Regions from separate parts of the Macaca mulatta genome. Here region 1 is linked to region 2. Evidence: chromatin contacts called from public Hi-C data. All regions are on one chromosome and are shown on one strand. The core of a region is the stretch at or near the end of the contact, and the rest is flanking DNA. Distances in the headings are between cores, read along the strand shown.

What was found. Hi-C and Micro-C count contacts between places; a contact is called where the count stands out from the background.
Region 1: a Hi-C map of blood shows a contact between it and region 2, with 4 times the contacts expected there. The contact joins the promoter of PARP16 here to the promoter of PDCD7 in region 2. A contact is called at or near these places in 2 of 14 Hi-C or Micro-C datasets (blood and fetal cortex germinal zone).

Annotation. Positions count from the first base shown.
Region 1 is chr7:42,713,006-42,717,702 of T2T-MMU8v2.0, forward strand. It overlaps PARP16 (poly(ADP-ribose) polymerase family member 16), which reads right to left and starts at 3,019. Exons shown (of 4, transcript XM_077939590.1): 1 at 2,378-3,019. The coding sequence starts at 2,551. LOC114680001 (small nucleolar RNA SNORA24) reads right to left here and starts at 1,710; the gene lies at 1,580-1,710.
Region 2 is chr7:42,547,371-42,551,686 of T2T-MMU8v2.0, forward strand. It overlaps PDCD7 (programmed cell death 7), which reads right to left and starts at 2,727. Exons shown (of 5, transcript XM_015142475.3): 1 at 1,822-2,727. The coding sequence starts at 2,700.

The sequences.
Region 1 (4,697 bases), core at 1,769-4,268, 170 kb after region 2:
ACCTGGTCATAAGGAATTACCCTTTTTTATAAATTGTTAGCTTTAAGATCCTAATACCTTGAAGATAATTTTTGCATTTATACTCATGACGTTGGCCTATAATTTTCTTTTTTTTTTTTTTTTTTTTTGAGACAGAGTCTCGCTCTGCCGCCCAGGCTGGAGTGCAGTGGCGTGATCTTGGCTCACTGCAAGCTCCGCCTCCCGGGTTCACGCCATTCTCCTGCCTCAGCCTCCCGAGTAGCTGGGACTACAGGCGCCCGCCACCTCGCCCGGCTAGTTTTTTTGTATTTTTTTTAGTAGAGACGGGGTTTCACTGTGTCAGCCAGGATGGTCTCGATCTCCTGACCTCGTGATCCGCCCGTCTCGGCCTCCCAAAATGCTGGGATTACAGGCTTGAGCCACCCCGCCCGGCCGCCTATAATTTTCTTTCCTTTTTTTTTTTTTTTAAGACAGAGTCTTGCTGTGTTGCCCAGGCTGGAGTGCAGTGGCATAATCTCGGCTCACTGCTACCTCTGCCTTCCAAGTCCCGGTTCAAGCAATTCTCCTGCCTCAGTCTCCCAAGTAGGTGGGATTACTGGCACGTGCCACCATAATGGGGAGATGACAGGCTGGTCTTGAACTCCTGACCTCGTGCTCCACCCGTCTCAACCTCCCAAAGTGCTGGGATTACAGGTGTGAGCCACCACACTCAGCCTATAATTTTCTTTTTTTCCATCAACCTTATTAGATTTAGGGTCAAGGTTTGCTAGCCTCTTTTTTAATATTCTGTGTAACACCGGGAATTACTTATCCCCTCAGTGATTGCTAGAACTCACCAATGACACCAGTTATGTCCAGAGTTTTCTTTGAGGGAAAATCTCTGACTACTAATTCAACGGTTTTTTGTTTTGTTTGTTTTTGTTTGAGGGAGAGAGACTTGCTCTGTTGCCCAGGCTGGAGTGCAGTGGTGTGATCATGGCTCACTGCAGCCTCAACCTCTTGGACTCAAGCCATCCTCCCGTTTCAGCCTCCCAAGTAGCTGGGACTACAGGCACACACCACCACACCCAGCTAATTCTTAAATTTATTTTTTTGTAGAGACAGGATTTCACCATGCTGCCTAGGCTGGTCTCAAACGATCCTCCTGCTTTGCCTTCCCAAAGTCCTGGGATTATAGGCGTGAGCCACCCAGCCTTTTTCTTCTTTTTCTACAATAGTTTAGAAAAGTTCGCCCAATAACCTGGCACCCTCCAGGTTTTTTGTTTTGTTTTGTTTTGCTTTTTTTTTTTTTTTTTTAATGGAGTTTCATTCTTGTTGCCCAGGCTGGATTGCAATGGCTCAATCTTGGCTCACCGCAATGTCCACCTCCCGGGTTCAAGCGATTCTCCTGTTTCAGCCTCCAGAGTAGCTGGGATTACAGGCATGTGCCACCATGCCCAGCTAATTTTTGTATTTTAATAGAGACGGGGTTTCTCCATGTTGGTGAGGCTGGTCTCAAACTCCCGACCTCAGGTGATCCGCCCCCGCCTTGGCCTCCCAAAGTGCTAGGATTACAGACATGATTCACCAAGCCCAGCCCCTCCAAGTTTTTAACAGTGAAGAATGTTACTTGTGCAAGTCAGAATCTGATACCAATTAAATGGTGACAGCTTTGCTGATGAACAAGAATATGCTCTTCCATGGCTAAGAAGGGAGACTGCCACACTTGACAGTTCCCAAAGATACATGGAGTTCGGTGTCTTTAATGAATATCAGCTATTGGCTATTTCAATATTCTGCTTTTTACTGAATCGATTTTGGTAAGTTATATTTTTCTAGGCAATTGGAAACATTTGGATAAGGACAACTGATATCTTGAATGCTGACCCAGAGGTGAACTCTGCAAAAAAAAAAAAAGTGCCTGGTGAATCAGAGAAATAACAGCTGACATACGCACTGGATGTTACAGTTTATAAAAGCACTGCCCATAGATCACCTCATCGGAAGACCAAGTTCTGGGTGGCTTTGGTGACTTTTTGGTGTCTATTTGCAAAAGGATGGATAACTTTCTAGCTAAGCAAAACAGCTGATTCACATCAACCCTATTTCTGGCCAGGCTAGAAAATCTGTGGAGGACTATGCAACGATTCCTGATTCCTCACTTCAGTCCCCGGAGTCACTTGTCATTGACAGGAGAGAAGCAGCCACCAAGTGCCTTGGGAGTGAGAGTTGACATGAGGGTGTCAGGAGTGTTCTTAGCTAATGGAAACCTTCCCCAAGGCAAGGCCATGCCAAGCTGGGAATGAAAAGTCTGGGGGCTGTCATGTTTACTAACGCGGATGGAACTGCCTCTACCTCTGGTTCCACAGGGCACTTGGTCCAGGACGCAATGGGCAGCGCCAGGACAAAGCACACTCACCAGGGCTTCAAAGTCCTTACAGTCGCCGCGGGCGTAGGACGCGGGGAAGGGCCGCAGCACCGAGTCGCGCTTGTAGCTCTGCAGGGCCGAGGCGAAGAGGCTGCACCGGAGGTCGGCAGCCAGCAAGTCGCGGCCCGCCGCCTCCCTGGCGGCGGCCCAGCCTGAGGGCTGCATCCCAGGTCACTGCGCGTTGCCGGGGGAGACGCGCTGGTTGGGGGCAAGGGCGAGCGTGCGTTCAGCGCGGGGGCTGGGCCCGCTGACAATGGGCCGTCAGGGGCCGGGTTCCCAAGCCTGGGGTGGAGCTAGGCAGGGGGCTGAGATGACACGGGTTCAGAACGTGCCGACGAGGGTCCTCTGCCGGGGTCTGGGCCGCGGCTCGCTGCCGAGGAGAGAGACCGAGGCCTGGACCGCGGGTCCGCGGGGAGGTTGGGCCCAGGGATAATGGGGCCGGGGTTGGTGGCTGGGAGGGGTTCCCGGCCTGGGGGAGGGGCTATGACAATGGAATGACAACCGCGGGAACGTACTGACACGTGTCCTCCGCGGAGGCCTGGGGCGGGAAGCAGCCCCCGAGAGACGGCGGGCAGAGCCCACTCTCCGCGACGGGCGAGGCTGCTGCGCCGCGCGCGCTTTCCTGCCCCGCCTCCAGCCGCGCGGCCGAAGCCCCGCCTCTCGCCCGGCTGCCCTCGGCGCCACCTGTCTTCCGCCTGCAGCGCACGTCAGTTTGCCTTGCCCGGCCTACCTCCCCTCCCGCCGCCGCGCTCCCACGCTGCTTAGCGCTCCGCCCGGCCCAGCCGAGGGCCCGCCCCTTCCCGCGCCAGCCAGCTCCTCCGTATGGGTTGTGCCCGCACCGCCCAGACCCCAATCAGCCGCAGCTGCGAGAGGTGTCGCCGCCAGTGTGTGCCGGGCGACGTCGCCCACGCCCCTGCCACCCATCCTCACAGCAGCGCCTGGTAGAAACTGATTTGGGCACCCTGTCGACCCGCCCCTGTACTTGTCTTTGTCCCAGCTCGGCGGGTTGAGCCTACTTCTCTTCCTTGGGGAATTAATGCTACCTGTTGTCTCTCTCTTGAATCGTTTCCCTCAAAAACTGCACAAAAGGAGCCATTTAACACCCAGGGAAACTGAGGCTTAGAGTGCTGCAATGCTTGCCCAAGATCCCACAGTCAGATGGGTGAATCTGGGATTCGCACCGAGGTCTTTGGAAAAACAAAAGACTTCTTCTGCTTTTCAGCCTCCAGAATTCTCTGAATTGCTTAAGTCTCTGGCCTCAAATGCCCCAAGATCTTCCTTGGGAGGCCTCTCTGACAGGGAGCTTGGGGAAGAGCAGAGGGGCATTGACTTAACTCCCTACTCAGAACCTTCATTAGAAGAAAACCCCGAAGTGTGACCTCATGGTCACGTGCAAATCTAAACACAGACCATTGTGCTTAGACCAACACAGTGCACACGCTCCTACCCTGCAGGATCTTCTGAGGAAGAAACTTCTCCTTCTGCATCCAGGCTGTGCTGGGCCCTGGGCTCAGAGGAGAGGTTGTCCCATGCCATTGGATTGCATATATGACTTCGGGAGGTAGGGCGAAGACTGGTCCCCCAGACACCACAGAACTTCCCATCTTTTTTTTGCCCCATAAAGGTTGGGGTCTGCTCCCAGGAGCCCACATCAAATCTCTGTTTGCTCTGAGGCCTAGAACCACAAGGCCCCTAATGCTTCAAAAGCCCTGGGGGTTCTCATGGGACCCAGGAACTCTAAGGTGGCTTCTGAAGCTCAGACCCCAGGAAGGGAGAGCTTGGAGTGGGGCAGGAGACCAGGGAACCATCTCTCATTCCACCTCTTCTTCATTGCAGCCCTTAGACAAAAGCCACCCTCTGATACCTCCTTGGCCTCAAGAATTGTTTGTTGGGTGGATATATAAAATATGCTTATCTGAAGCTATTTCTCACATATGGTATGAGAATCATAATGATAATATTCACATCACAGGGTGGTGTGGAAGGGCCTCTGATGGCCAGCATTCTCATGCCTTACCTCATGCAGAATATTAGAATTCTTTTTAAGTCTTGTCAATTCCATAGACACAAAGTTGAATTTCATTATAGTTTTAATTTGCATTTACTTAATTGATAGTGACGTTGAATGTTTTTATGTTTACTTCATTCTCCTAGATTTTATCAGAATTTGCTAAGGTGATCTCAGAACCACATTTCTTGTGGAGGGGTTTCAGCTCTGCTTATATACATTTGATATAATCCACAGACCATACAATTCACCCATTTAAAGTGTACAATTTAATAGTTTTTAGTACATTCACAGATATATGCA
Region 2 (4,316 bases), core at 1,477-3,976:
CAAGGATGGAAACCAGTCCATGGCCTGTTAGGAACCAGATCACACAGCAAAAGATGAGGCAGGTGAGCAAGTGAAGTTTCATCTCTATTTACAGCCACTTCCCCATTGCTTGTATTACCGCCTGAGCTCCGCCTCCTGTCAGATCAGCAACGGGAGCATTAGATGCTCAGAGCAGCACAAAAAAGTGAACTGCGCATGGGAGGGATCTAGCTTGTGGGCTCCTTATGGAGAATCTAAAGCCTGATGATCTGTCACTGTCTCCTATCACTCCCAGATGTGACTGTCTAGTCGCAGGAAACAAGCTCAGGGCTCCCACTGTTTCTACATTATGGTGAGTTGTATAATTATTTCATTATGTATTACAATGTAATAATAATAGAAATAATGAGGAGGAGGGAAGGGAAACCCAGAGGCACTCAAAGGTAATGAAAATGCCTTAGACTGCCGGGTGTAGTGGCTCATGCCTATAATCCCAGCACTCTGGGAGGCAGAGGCAGGTGGATCACCTGAGGTCAGGAGTTCAAGACCAGTCTGACCAACATGGAGAAACCCTGTCTCTACTAAAAATATACAATTAGCTGGGGTGTAGTGGCGCATGCCTGTAAGTCTAGCTACTCAGGAGGCTGAAGCAGGAGAATTGCTTGAACACGGGAGGTGGAGGTTGTGGTTAGCCTAGATTGTGCCATTGCACTCCAGCCTGGGCAACAAGAGCAAAACTCCGTCTCAAAAAAATAAAAAAAGAAAAAATTTAAAAAAAGAAAATGCCTTAGAGAACTATCTGAACAATTTTCAGTTTTACCCTGGCCCTAAAGAGGCTGAGATCAACACGCTTTGGAATTAGACAACTTGGGATCAAATATGGGAAACTGCCACAAACTGGTTGTGTGACCGCTGGCAAGTTAACCTCTCTATGCCTCAACTTCCTAACCTGTAAAATTAGCATAATACTTCCTACTTCTCAAGGCTGTTATAAAGATTCAAGATCTGGTATATGTAACGACCTTAGCACAGCTCCTAGTATATATAGTAAATGCTCCGAAACACTATTGCTGAACCTGGGGATACATGGTTTGAAACTTGTAAAAAAGGAATCCTCGGGGAATCACTATTGCCCCATCAGCTAATTAGAGTATATATATATTCCTTGAGGTAGGGTCCCAAAGCTCTCTTTTTATTTATTTTTTTTGAGACAGTCTTGCTCTGTCGCCCAGGCTGGAGTGCAGTGGTGTGATCTCAGCTTACTGCAATCTCCACCTCCCGAGTTCAAGCGATTCTCCTGTCTCGGCCTCCCGAGTAGCTGGGATTTCAGGCGCCCGCTACCAGGCATGGCTAATTTTTATATTTTTAGTAGAGACGGGGTTTCACCATCTTGGCCAGGCTGGCCTTGAACTCCTGACCTCGTGATCCACCCGCCTCAGCCTCCCAAAGTGCTGGGATTACAGGCGTGGGCCACCGCGCCCGGCCTATATTTTGTGTTCTTAAAATCACCTAGGGCAGCACAAGACACAAGGAACTAGACACTTACTGGTTTTGAAAGTAAGTGGACAATGTTGGAGCAGGATAGAGGAGACCCGTCATTCGTGCAATGCCACTGTGTAATCCTATACTTTGTGTTTACAGGACTTTACAGTGCACCTGAACTTTTGTGTACATCATTAACACAAAATTAACATGGTGGTATGAGGTGGGAAGGTTAGCTGTCGCTTCATTTTGCGCGTAAGGACAGAGCCTTAGCCCTGGGAAATGGAAGTTTAAAGCCTCCTGGTGCTCCAGGTTCCAACCACCACCACTCCCACCCCCATGCGCGGCCGCTGCTCTCACCCGCTTCTTCTCCTCCACCTCCTGCACACACTTCACCCTCCAGCGGTCAATCTCCTGCTCGCGTTCCACTGCCCGCGCGGCCTCTGCCTCCCGCTCGGCCTCGCGTTCCCGGGCCCTCTCGCGAAGCCGCAGCCGGCGGCGCCGGACCCTCTCCAGCCTCCTCCGCGCCTCGCCCACATAGGCAGCCTGGGTCAACGGCTGTAGCCGCTCGGCCAGTTCCGCGCGCAGCGGCCCCACCTGGGAATACAACAAGGCCCAGGCCGCGCCGTCGGCTTCGGCCTCGCGCAGGGCCTGGCTCAGGCCGCGCAGCCGTCGCACCAGGCGCAGAGCCCCGCGCAATCGCGCTCGCACTTCGCCAAGGCTGGGCCCAGCGTGCGTGCGCTGGGGCACCGGACAGCCAGCCCGCCGCGGGGTCCCGAACACCGCCTCCAGCCACTGCCGGTCGCGCAGGCGCTGGAGGGCCGCATCCCCGAGCACGTCGGCCGGCGGCGGCGGCGCCTCAGGCCAGCGCGAGCTCCAAGGCGGCCCCGGGCCGGGAGGCGGCGGCCGCGGTCGCTCGCCGGCGTCGGTCCCCGGGAAGGGCCGGCACTGGGGCGGCGGAGGAGGCAGCGGCGGTGGTGGCACCGGGTAGAAGGCGCCAGCGCCGCCGCCGCCGCCGCCGCCGCGGGAGGCTTCCGCGGAGGCTCGGGGCTGCAGAGCCAGCGGAGGCTGAAGGAAGGGGGCGGAGGTCCCCGGAAAAGGGCCGGGCCGCTGGGGGAGAGGAGGCGGGAAAGCCGGGGAGGGCAGCGGCGGTGGCGGACAGCCGAAAGGAGCAGGAGGCGGCGGCTGCGGGGGCGGTGGGCCTGGGCGACCCTGGCCGAAAAAGGGTGGCAGAGCCATGTCTTCGACGGAGATGCTTTGAGAAGTGACAGGAATCTGAGTGGTTCCTCATGAGAACCTTCCGGCGGAAGTGACGTTGTTGCGACGCGCGGCGTCTGTAGACTTGTCCCTCCGGAAGGCTTCTTGCGTAAGTGGGCAGTGGTTAAACATTCGGTCGTTCAGTTCATAAATACTGTTCTTACTGAGGATCGTAGGTGCAGAGCTACCCGCTGCGCATACACTGAGACTGAGAGATACAGATCTTCTCTTCATGGAACTACCTGCCTAGTATAACATACTAATCAATCATGGTGAGTATCTTCGAGAAGTTGGAGGTTATCCTGAGGAACTGCAGCTGCAGCTGAGATCTGGAAGATAAATAGTTAAATAGAAAAAGAGAGGGAAGCACAGTGCAGATGGGAACATGTGCAAAGGCCATAGTAGATAGTAGATTTTTCTTAGAAAAATGAACTATTTTTACCTTTCTCGTTTCCCCCCACCTCCGACTTAGCTCTTTAGGAATGCAATTATAGGGTGGGCGCTGTGGCTCACGCCTGTAATCCCAGCACTTTGGGAGGCCAAGGCAGGCAGGATCGCTTGAGAACTGGAGTTTGAGACCAGTCTGGGCAACATAGTGAAACCCTGGCTCTACTAAAAATATTAAAAAGTAGCCGGGCATGGTAGCGTGCGCCTGTAGTCCCAGCCACTGGGGAGGCAGAGGTGGGAGGATCACCTGAGCCCTGGGAGGTAAAGACTGCAATGAGCCACGATAGCGCCACTGCACTCCACCCTGGGCGACAGAGTGACACCTGTCTCAAAAAAAAAAAAAAGGAATCCAATTAACCTTCACCTTCTCTGCACCACAACTGTCTACACTGTAAGCTTATCTAATGTGTTTGCTTATTAGTTCCAAGGACTGAAGCTTAAACCAGGCACCTCTGGAACTTTCCCATACCAGGGGATTGCCTGGGGACAATTGTCAATTTACAACCTAGCTCTGTCCCCCTCCCCCCCCACCCCTGCCTTCGCCCCAGGCTCCATAGCGCCAACCAGATCACCAATAGATACATAGGAGCAAGTCCCATAGTCCTAGCACCTCCTTGGTTTCCCCTCCCACCCCCCCGCCAACCCCCTTACATGCCATCCAGGTCAACCAAGTCCTGCGCCCCCCCACCCTCTTTTTTGAGACAGAGTCCCTCTGCCACCCAGGCTGGAGTGCAATGATGCGATCTTCACCCACTGCAACCACTGCATCATGACTTCAAGTTATTCTTGGTGCCTCAGCCTCCCTAGTTGCTGGGATTACAGGCCCCCGCTGCCACTCCCGACTAATTTTTGTATTTTTAGTGGTTTTGTATTTTTAGTAGAGATGGGGCTTCGCAGTGTTGGCCAGGCTGGTCTCGAACTCCTGGCCTCAGGTGATCTGCCCACCTCGGCCCCCCAAAGTGCTGGGGTTACAGGTGTGAGCCACTGCGCCTGGCCCTAAGTCCCCTTTTAAGCCTTCACTTTCTGCTGAGAAAGCTGAAGCGGTTTCCTTAAGGCAGGAGACTGTACTGCTTCTCCTCAGCCAAGCTCTGGAATAGTCTTTTTTTTTTTTTTTTTTTTTTTGAGGTGGAGCTTTGCTCTTGTCATCCAGG